2 separate regions of the Capra hircus genome follow, and region 1 is linked to region 2. Evidence: chromatin contacts called from public Hi-C data. All regions are on one chromosome and are shown on one strand. The core of a region is the stretch at or near the end of the contact, and the rest is flanking DNA. Distances in the headings are between cores, read along the strand shown.

What was found. A called contact is a pair of places that touch in the nucleus more often than the background predicts.
Region 1: a contact with region 2 is called in a Hi-C map of blood, with 3 times the contacts expected there. The contact joins two enhancer-like sites. A contact is called at or near these places in 3 of 5 Hi-C or Micro-C datasets (blood and liver).

What each region holds. Positions count from the first base shown.
Region 1 is chr26:4,535,534-4,542,899 of ARS1.2, forward strand. It overlaps MKI67 (antigen KI-67), which reads left to right. Exons shown (of 15, transcript XM_018041459.1): 13 at 1-991; 14 at 2,285-2,728; 15 at 3,623-4,928. The coding sequence ends at 3,688. Among named protein-coding and RNA genes, the nearest start is that of MKI67, 28 kb to the left of the region's middle. Within about 2 kb of position 4,783, at least 1 of the 5 cell types and tissues checked has an H3K27ac peak or open chromatin away from gene starts, as enhancers often do.
Region 2 is chr26:4,492,421-4,500,248 of ARS1.2, forward strand. No RefSeq gene overlaps it. Among named protein-coding and RNA genes, the nearest start is that of MKI67, 15 kb to the right of the region's middle. Within about 2 kb of position 3,266, at least 1 of the 5 cell types and tissues checked has an H3K27ac peak or open chromatin away from gene starts, as enhancers often do.

The DNA of each region.
Region 1 (7,366 bases), core at 3,533-6,032, 45 kb after region 2:
GGAAACCACACACAGCGAGCCTGTACGTGATGAAAAAGACAACAGAGTGTTGAAAGAAAATTCAAAGCAGAAACTCAATCCAGCAGAAAATGGGGTCAGGAGCCGGCTAAGAACACTGAAGGAAAAGACCCAACCCCTGGAAGATCCGGCCGGTACCAAAGAGCTCTTCCAAAAGCGAGATGGGGCCAAGGAACCAGTGAGTGATGTTATGACTGCTCCAGCACCCCGCCAGTCTCCACCAGCAGAACCAGTCACCAGGAGAACAGGTAGACAGAGACAGCTCAGGTCACCACCCGGAAAAGTGGCTGTAGACGAGCCCTCAGCGCTTAGCAGGCCTGCACAGACTCCAGGGGAAGCCATGCACACAGAACCTGTGGGCAATGAGAACAAGGTCAAAATGGCCAAGGAAATGTCAAGGAGGAACCTGGACTCAGCAGAAAACTTCATTGGCGTCAGGAGTCGGCGAAAAGCATTTCAGGAGAAGACCATGGAAGACCCGGCCAGTTCCCAGGAGCCCTTTCAAAAGCCCGATCAGGCCAAGGAAGTGGAAAGCAATGCTACTGCCATCAAGAGAGCCCCAAAGCAAGCAGCAGACAGAAGACCTGTAGAAACGTCCCGGCGAGTCCTCAGGGCCCCTAAAGTAAAATTCACAGAAGACCCTGCGGGCAGCAGAGAGCCTGCAGAACACCCAGGTGAAAGTTGTGTTCCCCCGTCCCCCGAGAGGGAGCAGGGAGAAGACGGCAGAGTCACAGGCAGGAAGAGACTGCGCCCTGTGACAGCTGCCCAGGACCCCGAGGACGAGAGGCCACTCCAGAAGAAGCAGAGGACAGCCCTCAGGGAGACACGGGAGCCCCCCGAGCCCCCAGGAGTGAAGAAGAGAAGCCTGCGGACTTTGGCACAAACGACTGAACCTGTGGGAAACCTGCCTGACGATGGCCTGAAAGCTAAAGCTATGGATCCGCAAGGAGAAGTCACACAGGCTCCGAATAAGGTGATGGGAGGTGTGATATGATTGTGCCCGGTGGGCTCCCCAGGTGGCGACAGTCGTAAAGACCCCGCCTGCCAATGCAGGAGATATAAGAGATGCGGGTTTGATCCCTGGGCCGGGAAGATCCCCTGGAGGAGGGCGTGGCAGCCCACTCTAGTCTTCCTGCCTGGAGAATCCCACGGACAGAGGAGCCTGGCGGGCTGCAGTCCGTGGGGTCGCAAAGAGTCGAACATGATTGAATGACTTGGCACAGCATGGCAACGTGGGTGGATGCTCTCCATTCTGGCATAAATTTGCTATCAACTGTATGTCACCTCAATGTAAGTGTGGGTCCACAGTCAACACAGTGAGTAGCTGCAGACCATTGGAAAGCATTGCCTTAGAATTTATAGAGCTGTTTAGTTCCTCAGTCGTGTCCGACTCTGCAACCCCATGGACCCCACTGGACTGGGTTGCTGTTTCACCCTCCAGGGGATCTTCCTATGTTCGTTTTCAAAGATATGGAGCTTTGTGCCGAGAAAAAGTGGGCAACTCGGTCCTGCCTTGTTCTAGACCCGGAGTGCTGAAAACAAGTAGTATCTACATCAGTACTTAAACAGTTAGAACAATTTGCCCAGAGTGTGTGTGTTTCCTGGGACACCCATAACTGTCAGGGCTGTTAGTGAAAGTGTTTGTTGCTTAGTTGTGTCCAACTTTTTGTGACCCCATGGACTGTAGCCCACCAGGCTCCTCTGTCCATGGATTTCTCCAGGCAGAATACTGGAGTAGGTTGCCATTCCCTTCTCCAGGGGATCTTCCTGACCCAGGGATTGAACCCAGGTCCCCTGCATGGCAGGCAGATTCTTTACCATCTAAGCCAGTAGGGGAGCTATAAGTGTTGTCAGAGAAGTTTGTAAATTGGATTCCAGAAATTGAAATTTCCCTGTTCTGCTCTAGCAATGACTTGAAGGATTAGGAATTCATTTGCTGTCTGAATAGTGGGGTGTTTTCCTGGAATACCCTTTTAGTGCTTGTTAAAATCACGCTGACGTATATGACAGGTGTTGTGGTTGGAGTTCATACTGAATTCCTTACTTAGGGTTTATTGGTGGAAATGGCGATTTCTCTGTAGGAGCAAATTGACAGGTACACCCCTGACTTGCTTAGACTTACTTGCATGTTAGGATATGAATCAATGGAAAATGTTGCAATTGATTCCCCTTTGAGTTCACTTTCAAATGATGTTCTCCACCTTGAGATCTGTAATTTGTATTCCTCATTCTTGACATTTTGTGGATGTCTTTTAAATTTTTTTAGGGAGCGTCCCTGCGTTCCAGGCGTCCTGCTAAAACTTCTGTAGAGGAGCAAAGACCTGAGGTTCTTATATCAGCAGAAAAGGTGAAAATAAAAAGAAGCGAAAAGAAGTCTGTGCAGCCCTCCCAGGAGATGAAGCTCCGGAGCCCTGAAGATGGAGCCAAGAAGCCTGCCTCCCGGGGCAAAGTTGAAGAGAGGAGGACGCGCTTGAGGCCTGGGAGGCAGAACCAGACGCCTTTGCCTGAGGCTGCAGAGGAGAAAGCGAGGGAGGGAAGGGTGGACATCCTGGCGAAGAAGCAGGAAAAGAAAGAAGGGACAGGACATTCAGACCCTAAGTGTTCGAGATCCAGAAAGGTTAGCGTCCGCCCTCGAGGAAACCCTTCAGAGAGTGCATCGGAACAGAGAGTGACCCGGAGTGCCAAGAGATGTGCCCACAGTCTTCAAAAGGCTAGTAATCTCCTGTTCTTTTATTAAGCCTAGAGACTATGTCAGGAGAGGTTTTACCCCACATTGCGAGAGCAGACACAGCAAATGGGATAATACGCTGCCGACTCCCAGTTAAACTACCAGGAGAAGCAGGCATCTAAACCATATTCAGGTGGATGTGGCTTGGGAATTCCACTTTGAATAGTAAATTCACATAATGACGTCTTCTTTCAGGGGATTTATCCAGTTAGTACTTTCTGAGTGCTCACTGCATACCCTGTACTAAGGGTCCAGGCACTGCCTTCAGTGTGTGGTTAGAGACTGAACAAGCTTCCCAAAAAGTAATGCTTGATTTCAAAGGTGTCCCCTCAGAAAGCTGGGACACAGAGCGGTGGGGTGTCCGTAGGCAAACAGTCCCATGAACAGTTCCCATTTGGAGGCAGCCTGGTATCCTTTCCCCTTTCCAAAGACAGCAACCCAAGAGTGGTCTCTGCTCACACTCAGCTAGCACTGAGTGATGTCCCCTTTGGACACACCAGTTGTTTAGAAGGTCCAAAAGGGTTCAGCCTGATTACACATTTGAATTCACTTTTTCTGAGTGGTATTTATAAAAATCAGTGAAAAACGTATGTGGAAATTTCTTTTTTCTTCTTTATGATGTATTTATAACTTAAAAATAGCTTACCAACCTTTCTGTCAAGACACAATATTTAACTTTAAAGATTTACATAGTAAAAAGAGTTTAAGGCAGCTTTTACAGTCTGTATTTTAAAGCTCATTTCCAACCTCAAGACTAGTTTTCTGGAACTAAAGGCCTGCGTTGCACCCTGTAAGGATTCGGGTTTTTGCAGAGTAGAGTTGGTTACACAAACTGTTCTTTCAAATGACTTAAGAGATATTTTTCTTCCCAAACAGGAAAGTGACAATGTGTGTGTCAAGAAAATAAGAACCAGAAGTCGTCGAGACCCTGAAGATATATAGCTAAAAAGTTTAAAGTGGGGTGGTGGTGGGGCCGTAATGAATTTAGTGATAAGTTGTAGTACAATATTTTCCATAAGTTTTTAAAGTGAATTCTGTAAATAATGCTGTTGGGGGTGGGGTGGGGTGGGGGTTTAAGGGAAGAAGGCTTCGAATTTTCTAACTCAAGAGTTTATTCAAAAGCCCCCACATGGAGATTATGAAGGAGACTGCTGAGTCTCCTAAATTAGTAAAAAAAGTTAAAACTTGAGTAGGGGGTGCGGGGGTGGGGGGAGTTTGCCAAGGCGTGGCCTTCATCTCGGTGATAGAAGCCCCGGGTTTGTGACTGCCGCGGCCGATCCCCGTTGGCCGTGGGCTCCAGCACTCGCCACGCTGCTGTAAATGCTTCTGTGTGTGTGTGTCTGTGTCCTTTGTGTACGAACGTCCTCATGCAAATGTGAAAGGCAGGGGCTTCTCTCTAGCGCCCGGCAGGCACTCAGGACGCAGAAATGAATGGGCAGAGGACGAGAAAAATGAAAGTTAGGGTGTCCGCCTTCACCCCGGGGAGACCGCGGGTCCAGGCGCTCGGGCTGCGGGCCATCTGCACAGGACAGCCCTCCGCTCACTGCCCTGGCCTCGGAGGCGAGAGACCTGTGATTCCGAGGCTGGTCTGCGACGCCATCTGCGGGGCAGCGCGGCGCTTTGCTCGAGGGAAGCCTGCCCGCTTGCCTGTTTCACGTGGAGAGTCTGAACCAGGACTGCTTCCGCCCGAGGGCGTCTGCCCACCTGCCTGAGTCCGCGCTGCGGCGGCGCTCGGCGCCCTCGGGTCCCGTTCTCCGAGTCTCCGCTCGCCTGGGCTTTCTCTGCCCACACCTGCTGGCCTGGCCTGGCGCCTTCACCTCGGATGGGAAGCACCGCAAGCCCAGACGCGCCTCCCACTCGGAAAGAGGCTGTCGCATCTCGTTTTTCGCCTGGACGTCCGCCCTCTGGTTTCAGAGCCGCCCGTCTCACTGCTGTTTCGCTCCGTCCTCAGGCTCCTCCGTGTTCCCCGGGTCGGACACAAGCACCCCGCCCCCTCCAGGCACCCGTGTGGAGGCCTCCCCGCCCGCCTGCGCTGCCTGGAGGAGGTGAGGCTGGAGGCCGGGACGTCACTGTGCCCGGACACGGGAGCTGTCACCCCTGCCTCCGTCGGCTCTTGTGTTTCCCCCCTGGTCTGGCGTGGAGCAAGGTCCACATCACAATAAATGCGTTTGAACAAATGCTTGAATCCAGGCACGTCTGTCTCGGTCAGGGGTATTTGTTTTTGCTCTTTTGGCTGCCTTATTAATACAGCTATTTAGACGGCGTTGCCTGAAATCGGAGGTCATCGTCAAGTGGGGCCGCAAAGAGTGGGGTTCCGACGAGCAGAAGGGATGGTGTTTGAGGAAGTGCGAGCCTCCTTAGAAAAGGCCTTCTGAACGTGTGAGTCATCAGTGTGTCACTCAGACAAAATTCAAGGAAACAGGAATTTCCTATGATTCAGTTGTTCTGCCAGCACTTCAGATTTAGCCATAATTATGAACCTCACATATAGAAAATTTCAATTAGCTGTGTTCCTGGGGAATGGGGTAAAAATTAATTAAAAAGCTATTAGGGTTCATTTCTAACCCAAAATCTCACTGAAATATATCAGTACATTTTCTTGCTTTCTTTAGCAAAGTATTTCAAGAGCATAAAAAGGGTGATTTTTTCCTTAAAAAACTGGAAATAGAACTGCCATATGACCCAGCAGTCCCACTGCTGGGCATACACACCGAGGAAACCAGAATTGAAAGAGACACGTGTACCCCAATGTTCATCGCAGCACTGTTTATAATAGCCAGGACATGGAACCAACCTAGATGTCCATCAGCAGATGAATGGATAAGAAAGCTGTGGTACATATACACAATGGAGTATTGCTCAGCCATTAAAAAATACATCTGAATCAGTTCTAATGAGGTGGATGAAACTGGAGCCTATTATACAGAGTGAAGTAAGCCAGAAAGAAAAACACCAATACAGTATACTAACGCATATATATGGGTCAGGATGGGGAACACATGTACACCCATGGCAGATTCAAGTCAATGTATGGCGAAACCGATACAATATTGTAAAATAAATTAATTTTAAAAAGAAGGGTGGTTTTATTTTATATGGTTGTAGGTGCTGAATTAGAGAAGGTCACAAACATGTTTTAAAAAATGCACATCCACAGGACACATCCTTAGCATTTTGGGGGGAGGAAGCATCAGATAGAAATATTAACCATTACTATTTAGCAAGGCTAATTGTGTGCTTGAGAATGGGGTACGAGAAATAAACATCTACTTGCTGTGTGATTTGGTAACTTCTCTGAGCCTCAGATTCCAAGAAAGTAGCATCCCCTGATGGAAAGCTCTCATTAAATGGAAGCTAGTTTTACTTTATCTCCAAGTTTTCCATGACGTGACTTTCTGCTTTAATTTTCTACCAGTCATCTCCTGCCTTCCTTAGTTAAGACTCTACCCCAGACCTGTAGTATTCACGCATGCATACATGAACATGTACACACACATACACCCATTCATTCATACACACGCATACATACACACGAATATGGAAGGTTTCTTACATATGCTCACACATGCCTACATGTACACATGCATATACGTACACACCCATTCATTCACATACATATGCACGGATACACAGTATTGCATATGCTCATACACACACGTAGAATGTTCACATGCATGCATGTACACACAGGCACACACCCATTCATTCACACACATACACAAATACGCATGGATCCATACCCACTCATTCCCACATACGTGTACACGGATACACACCCATTCATTCACACACATACACAAATACGCATGGATCCATACCCACTCATTCCCACATACGTGTACACGGATACACACCCATTCATTCACACATACACAAATACGCATGGATCCATACCCACTCATTCCCACATACGTGTACATGGATACACACCCATTCACTCACACATACACAAATACGCATGGATCCATACCCACTCATTCCCACATACGTGTACACGGATACACACCCATTCATTCACACACATACACAAATACGCATGGATCCATACCCACTCATTCCCACATACGTGTACACGGATACACACCCATTCATTCACACATACACAAATACGCATGGATCCATACCCACTCATTCACACATGCGTGTACACGGATACACACCCATTCATTCACACACATACACAAATACGCATGGATCCATACCCACTCATTCCCACATACGTGTACACGGATACACACCCATTCATTCACACATACACAAATACGCATGGATCCATACCCACTCATTCCCACATACGTGTACACGGATACACACCCATTCATTCACACACATACACAAATACGCATGGATCCATACCCACTCATTCCCACATACGTGTACACGGATACACACCCATTCATTCACACATACACAAATACGCATGGATCCATACCCACTCATTCCCACATACGTGTACACGGATACACACCCATTCATTCACACATACACTCATGCTCACACTCACACACACCCTGCTCTCCCCCACTCCTGCTTCCCTTCAGCCCTGAGCTCAGCTCCAGTGAGACTCCCTCCAAGAAGCCTCTCTCCCCTACCCTGGTTTCCTGGGCGAGGTTGGCCCCC
Region 2 (7,828 bases), core at 2,016-4,515:
TCTTCGTTTTCTGAATGTTGAGCTTTAAGCCAACTTTTTCACGCTCCTCTTTCACTTTCATCAAGAGGCTCTTTAGTTCTTCTTCACTTTCTGCCATAAGGGTGGTGTCATCTGCATATCTGAGTTTATTGATATTTCTCCTGGCAATCTTGATTCCAGCTTGTGCTTCCTCCAGCCCAGCGTTTCTCATGATGTACTCTGCATATAAGTTAAGTAAGTAGGGTGACAATATGCAGCCTTGAGGTACTCCCTCTTTGTTCTAGCTGAGTAATATTCTATTGTATACATCTACCACATATTTCTCCCAAATAGAGATGATTCTTCCCCCACCAGATTGTCACAAAGGATAATGAGATAGCACAGGAAACCAGGGACCGTCCTGCCTGACTCACAACAGATGGGAGACCCCGCCCTGACTTCCAACACAATTGGCATCACTATTTGTATCAAATGATAATGTGAATTAGAGCTTCAGTCTGTGACAAGTGCCAAGAGGCAGGTGTGGTCTCAGTGGAGGAGTGAGCAAAGGGTGGGGGCCGGTTCCCCACAGAGCAGGGCTGCTCTCCATGACCAGGCCAGTCCATGTCGACTCCGGAAGTCTCTGTAACGGAGCAGGACCCTAGGAGGCCTGCCCAGAATAGATGCCCACCCATGCCCTCTGCCTGCCTTTTTGTTTGTTTAAAAACCTTTAGTCAAAGAATAAATATAATCAGAGAAGTGAGAAAATGCTGAAAGAAAGGAAAAGAGCCAAGCAAGGCAAAAGAACAATATTTTAGCCATTAAACACAGTCAAGGTGTGAGAGTTGGACTATAAAGAAAGCTGAGCGCTGAAGAATTGATGATGCTTTTAAACTTTGGTGTTGAAGAAGACTCTTGAGAGTCCCTTGGACTGCAAGGAGATCAAACCAGTCCATTGTAAAGGAAATCAGTCCCAAATATTCATTGGAAAGACTGATGCTAAAGCTGAAACTCCAATACTTTGGCCACCTGATACAAAGAGCTGACTCACTGGAAAAGACCCTGATGCTGGGTATGATTGAAGGTTGGAGAAGAAGGGGATGACAGAGGATGAGATGGTTGGATGGCATCACCAAGTCAATGGACATGAGTTTGAGTAAACTCCAGGCGTTGGTGATGGACAGGGAGGCCTGGTGTGCTGCAGTCCATGGGGTTGCAAAGAGTCAGACACGACTGAGCGGCTGAACTGAACTGAACTGAAGGAGTCTGAGCTCCTCCTCAAGGGTTATAGGTAACATTCTGAGCCATTCATTGTCTTTGGAGCTGTTTAGCAGATACAGAAACCCCCACCATGTGGGGGAAGTTAACTATGTGCTGCCCATAAACGTATAGACCCCACACTGGGTGGAACCAGAAGGTTGATGATGCTGACTCCCAATTACCTCACCACCAGCCAATCAGAAGACTGTCCATGAAGTGACCACAGCCTGCCCTTTGATCACTGTAAGACTCCGCAGTACCTGTTTCGGGGTGGTCATACAGTTTTGAGGGCACTGTCCTGCTGTGGCCCTCTTTGCCTGGCAAAGCAATAAATCTCTTTCTTTCTGCTGTTGTGGTTGTTGTTGAATCCTGAGTCCAACTCTTTGGCGACCCCATGGATTGGGATTTCCCAGGCAGGAATCTGGGAGTGGTTGCCACTTCCTTTCTCCAGGGGATCTTCCCGATTCAGGGATGGAACCTGCATCTCCTGTCTGTGTCTCCTGCATTGTAGGCAGATTCTTTACTGCTGAGCCACTGAGGAAGCCCCACTTGAACCAAAACTGTCTCCGAGATTTAATCAATCAGCAGTGTACAGAGGCTGAATTTTGGAAACATTTTCACCCGTCAGGCTGTGCATTCAGGATAGGGCTTTGGGGCATGAGCCACCTGTCTCCTTGCCTAGACCTGCAGTAAACCTTTCTCTGCTCCAAACTCTGATGGTTTGTTTGGCCTCACTGTGCACTGAGCACAAGAACTTGCTTTGGGTAACACAAACACTTCCTTACATTTTGCACCCCAGGATCTCACACAGTCCTGCCCCTGGCGGTAATAACCATAGTTTCTAGGACGCTGAGAAGCCTGCTGTGCTGAGCAGAGGTCTGACACAGAACAGGCCCTTGATAAAAATTGCAATCATGTTAACTAATTCAGAGCTCCAGGCAGTAAGCTCAGGACGACAGATTCTAACATCCTGCACACTTCTCTCAGTTCAGTCTCTCTGCAACGTTTACCTGGAGAACATTCCCAGCTGCACAGACATGGAAGTTAACCGGAACCGGGCTCCTTCTTGTACACATAACCTCTTGACGTCTTTGCGGTGGTTACTGCTGTCGGACTGAGCTTCCCTGGTAGCTCCGCTGATGAAGAATCTGCCTGCAATGCAGGAGGCCCTGATTCGATTCCTGGGTCAGGAAAGTTCTCTGGAGAAGGGATAGGTCAGCCACTGCAGTATTCTAGGGCTTCCCTCGTGGCTCAGTTGGTAAAGAATCCATCTGCAGTGCAGGAGACCTGGGTTTGATACCTGGGTTGTGAAGATCCCCTGGAGGAGGACACAGCAACTCACTCCACTGTTCTTGCCTGGAGAATCCCCATGGCCAGGGAATCCTGGCCGACTGCAGTCCACGGGATGGCAAAGAGCCGAACAGGCCTGAGCGACTGAGCGCAGCACTGCTGACTACCGAGATCTTTCTCTAGATGGCGCACTAGCCCAACCCTCTGAATAACGCACAGGCTCCGCTATAGCTCGTTAAGCCCATCACACCCCATTCATGGTCTCTCGGGTAACTATCCCCTGCAGACCGGGTGCCTTTTTGCAACACAGACCATCATATTTGCCCTTTTAACACACTGCCTGGCATTCAGTAGACACTTCATACATGCCTAAAACAGGATTGGGCAGGTATGTCTACAGTTTCCAAACTGTTTTTTAAGAAAAGGTCAAAATTTTCAGACGATAATGTATCATTACAGCAGTGGCAAATTATTCAAAAGAATTACTGCAGTAATGATGCAAAGTCTTCAGGAGACTGCCAAAGGCATTTCTCCCATAGTATTTCGGAACAGACTGGCACCTAACGGCGTTCAGAGTTCTCCCGTCGATGACGGTTTTTATCTGGATCAGTCTTACTCCGGCAGCACTCAGTTTGGGTTTGCTTTGGAGGAGGACCCGTGATTCCAGGAAACCCAGCGGACAGGACCTGCCGGTCTCCAGGCCCCTCCCTGCCGGGCGAGATACAGGGCAACCCCGCGCGCGTTGGCACAAGGCAGCCGTGTCTACAGCGCCCCCCACCCCGCCCCATCCCCGTACCAGCACAGCTCCGAGACGTGCAATGACCTCAGGCACAAACGCGGAGACGTGGAGCTGTCTTCCCCGCGGAGTGGCACAGACGCGCCCCGTGCGTGTCCCAGCTCCGCAGGGCTGCAGCTGCGCCAGCGCCCAGACCGGCATCTCTACCTGAAGGCGCAGTGGCCCCGCTTGGTCGCCAGGTGGCGCTGCGGCCCCGCCCATGGCGCTCGGGGCGCCGCGCGGGCTGGTCCTCCCAGCTTCCGGGCTCCACCAGCCGAGGGGGCGGCCAGGATGCTCGGGGCCAGGGTCGCTCAGGCCCCTGGCTCCAGAAGTCGGGAGCCGGCTGGGCCTGATACGGGTGGCCTGATTCGGTTTTTCTTTTTTCTTTTTGGCTTTCAAGAAATGCCCCAAGGCTAGATTTTTCCTTGAAATGCTAGCAATTACTGTACTTCAAAATTTTTCACAGAATTTTTTAAAGTACAGTAATTGCTTACTTAAGTACAGTAGTATTTTTTTCAAGTAAAGTACTTTTTCTAAGTAAAAAAAACTTTTTTAAGTACAGTAATTGGTTATTTAAGTACAGAAGTCTTTTTTTCAAGTAAAGTATTTTTTAAGTAAAAAAATTTCTTAAGTACAGTAATTACTTACTTAAGTGCAGTAGTCCTGTATGGATGTGAGAGTTGGACTGTAAAGAAAGCTAGGTGCTGAAGAACTGATGCTTTTGAACTGTGCTGTTGGAGAAGACTCTTGAGAGTCCCTTGGACTGCAAGGAGATCCAACCAGTCCATCTTAAAGGAGATCAGTCCTGAATATTCATTGGAAGGACTGATGCTGAAGCTGAAGCTCCAGTCCTTTGGCCACCTGATGCAAAGAACTGACTTATTGGAAAAACCCCTGATGCTGGGAAAGATTGAAGGCAGAAGGAGAAGGGGACAACACAGGATAAGATGGTTGGATGGCATCACCGACTCAATGGACATGAGTTTGAGTAAACTCTGGGAGTTGGCGATGGACAGGGAGGCCTGGTGTGCTGCAGTCCATGGGGTCGCAAGGAGTTGGACACGACTGAGTGACTGAACTGAACTATCGGTAATTTCTAGCATTTCGGACATGACTGAGAGACTGAACTGAACTGTACTTTAAAAATTGTAATAGAAACTTCTTTAAGGCATAGGCTTGTCATGTGGCCCATCTGGCTGTGGGAGGCAGCTCCAGGACCCCACCCAGAGCCCAGTAATTACCTGGTCAGGAAGGCCATGGGTCTTAACTGGTCCCTTAAGACTTAACACACTTGGGTTCCCCTGTCTCTTTGGCATCTCTGCCTTGCCTGTTCTACCCCCATCCCCACCCCTGCCAGAGAACCCCAGGCCCACCCATGAAATGCTTCCTGATATTCTTACGCTTCACTTTTAAAACTTTTTCTCCTGGAAAAGTTTAAACTTACAGAGGCAATAAGTGTAACGTGACAAACCCCCATGTACCTGTCACCCAGCTTCAATAGTTGATGTACACGGGCATCTGCGTTCATCCATATCCCCAGGACACTTCCACCTCTCACCTCCACTGGTTTATTTTATTTTTTTTAATAAACTGTGTTTTTTAAAAATAATTTTATGTATGTATTTATTTTGGGTTGTGCTGGGTCATCGTTGCTTTTCTGTGGTTGTGGTGAGTGGGGGCTACTTTCTAGTTATAATGTGCTGGCTTCTCACTGCAGTGGCTTCTCTCGTTTCAGAGCCCTGGGGCTAAGGCACACAAGCTTCAGCAGCGGTGGCTCCCAGGCTCTAGAGCACAAGCTGAATAGTTGCGGCATACGGGTTTAGTTGCTCCTCGGCATGTGGGGTCTTCCCACAATCCTCCTGCCTTGGAGGATTTACCACTGAGCCACCAGGGAAGCCCTCCAGCAGTTTATTTTTAAATAAATCCCACACATCCTATCTCTTCCTCCGTAAATAGGTAGTGTATATCTCTAACAGAAGTCTTTTAACATAACAATACCATTGTCACAATAATGATACTATTATCACATCAAAAGCATTTCCTTCAGTTCAGTTCAGTTGCTCAGTTGTGTCTGACTCTGCGACCCCAGGAGCCAAAGCACTCCAGGCCTCCCTGTCCATCACCAACTCCCAGAATTCACCCAAACTCATGTCCATTGAGTCTGTGATGGCATCCAACCATCTCATCCTCTGTCATCCCCTTCTCCTCCTGCCCTCAATCTTTCCTAGCATCTAGGTCTTTTCAAATGAGTCAGTTCTTTGCATCAGGTGGCCAAAGTATTGGAGTTTCAGCTTCAGCATCAGTCCTTCCAATGAATATTTAGGGCTGATTTCCTTTAGAATGGACTGGTTGGATCTCCTTGCAGTCCAAGGGACTCTCATGAGTCTTCTCCAACACCACAGTTCAAAAGCATCAATTCTTCGGTGCTCAGCTTTCTTTACAGTCCAACTCTCACGTCCATACATGACTACTGGAAAAACCATAGCCTTGACTAGACCGACCTTTGTTGACAAAGCAGTGTCTCTGGTTTTTAATATGCTGTCTAGGTTGGTCATAACTTTCCTTCCAAGGAGTAAGCGTCTTTTAATTTCATGGCTGCAATCACCATCTGCAGTGATTTTGGAGCCCCAAAAATAAAGTCAGCCAGTTAATATCATCAAATATTCATTCAGTGACCCAGTTTCTCCAGCTGCCTTATAGATGTGTCCTTAACAGTTGATTTTTCTAAATCAAGTCTAAAAAGGCCTGTGAATTGTATTCATTTGATTTAAAAAATTTTTTTAATTCAGGTAAAATTTTTCATATACCAAGACATACAGATCCTTGTTTTGTCAGATATAACCATTTGTGTGATGAACACATTCATCAAACTATAAAAGGTTTCCATCACCCCTGAAAGTTCCCTCTTCCAATCCATTCCCCTACCACCCAGCCCACCAGAAACCACTGACTTCTGTTATCTTACAGGAATTCTGCCTGTCTTAGAAATTCACATAAAGGGACAGGCATACTCATCTGTGCCTAACTCCTTCTACCCAAAGTAATCATGTTCTTTGAGATTCAGTCACAGTGTCTTATGTACCAAGACGTCCTTCTTTTTTAGTCCTTTGTAGTATTTCACCATGTGACTGGAACACAGCCTGTATGGTAACGTTTGTGGTTTAGTCCCTCAGTCTGTCTTTCCACAACCCTATGTACTGAAGTCTGCCAGGCCCCTCTGTCCATGGGATTTTCTCAGGCAAGAATACTGGAGTGGGTTGCCATTTGCTTCTCCAGGGGATCTTCCGGACCCAGGATCAAACCCACATCTCCTGCATTGGCAGGCAGGTTCTTTAGCCACCAGGGAAGCCCCTCTAATGGAACATAGCCTCTCAGGAAACATCCTGTTGATAGATATTTGGATTGCTCCCAGGTTTGGATGTAGCTACTCACACCAATCTTTTTGTGGCAATATGTGTTCACTTCTCTTTGGCAAATGCCTGGGAGTGGAACTGCTGGATCGCAGGGTAGATGTTTGGCTTTGTAAGGATCTGCCCGAGAGGTTTTGTCCTGGTCACGCCACGTGCATGCCCACAGCAATGTCCGAAATCCCCCACCCCCCACCCCGTGCTCCACATCCTCCCCGGCATTGGCTGTTCTCTGTCTCTTTAATTTTAACCATTCTTGTGGGTGTGTAAAAACAGTATCTCGTTGTGGTTTTAAAATTGCACTTCCTGGTGTTTTGAGAATGAATGCTAGTTCTCTGGGCTTGTATTTATCTGAAAATGTCTTTATTTACACACACACACACACACACCCTGCTTTAAAAACAGGGTACTTTCCTTGGATATAGAAATCTCCTTGAACAAACTTTTTCCCAACAGCTATCAGGTTTTGCAAAGTCTTCCCCTGGACTTGCGCAGTCCAGCCCCTGGCTAAGGCCTCTCAGCCAAGGTGTCTGCACACCCATCCCTCTGCACGAGGCCCCTCCTCTTGCAGCACCCCCCACCCCAATCTTCTCAGCACCCAGGTCTCTAGTCTCTGCTCCTCAGGACGGTGAGACGACTCCTCTCCACTTGGTCTCGCCTCCCTGCACCCCCACACAATCGGAGTGCGCCTGGGGGAGAAGGTGACTCCAGTCCCGTGCTTCCTTTCTCAAGGATGCAGCCTGAGCTGGCCATGGCCCAGTTCCTGCAGAGAGCACCTCGGATACCTTGCTCCATTTTACTACTGTTGGCAGTTGGAGAGTGGGTCTAAGACCTGTTTAGCTGAATTCTTGGATTCTGTCATAGCTCAATCCAAGACTTTCTTATCTGCTCCTTTAAATATATAGTTCCTTCGGCCCCTTTTTTTGTTTGTTTCCTTGCAGGACATTGAAGAAACCATGTTCCCTGTCTGCAGAGTCTCTCACCCCTGATCTTACCTCTGCCTGTCACTGGTGCTGTTTAATAGGGACTCCTCTCCCTCGGGTTTCCTGGACACGGGTAGTTCCATCCAGAGGCCAAACCTCAGTCCAGGTGCTTTACTCCCGGACCCCCTTGGAGATCCAGGTGTCTACTGCCTGCA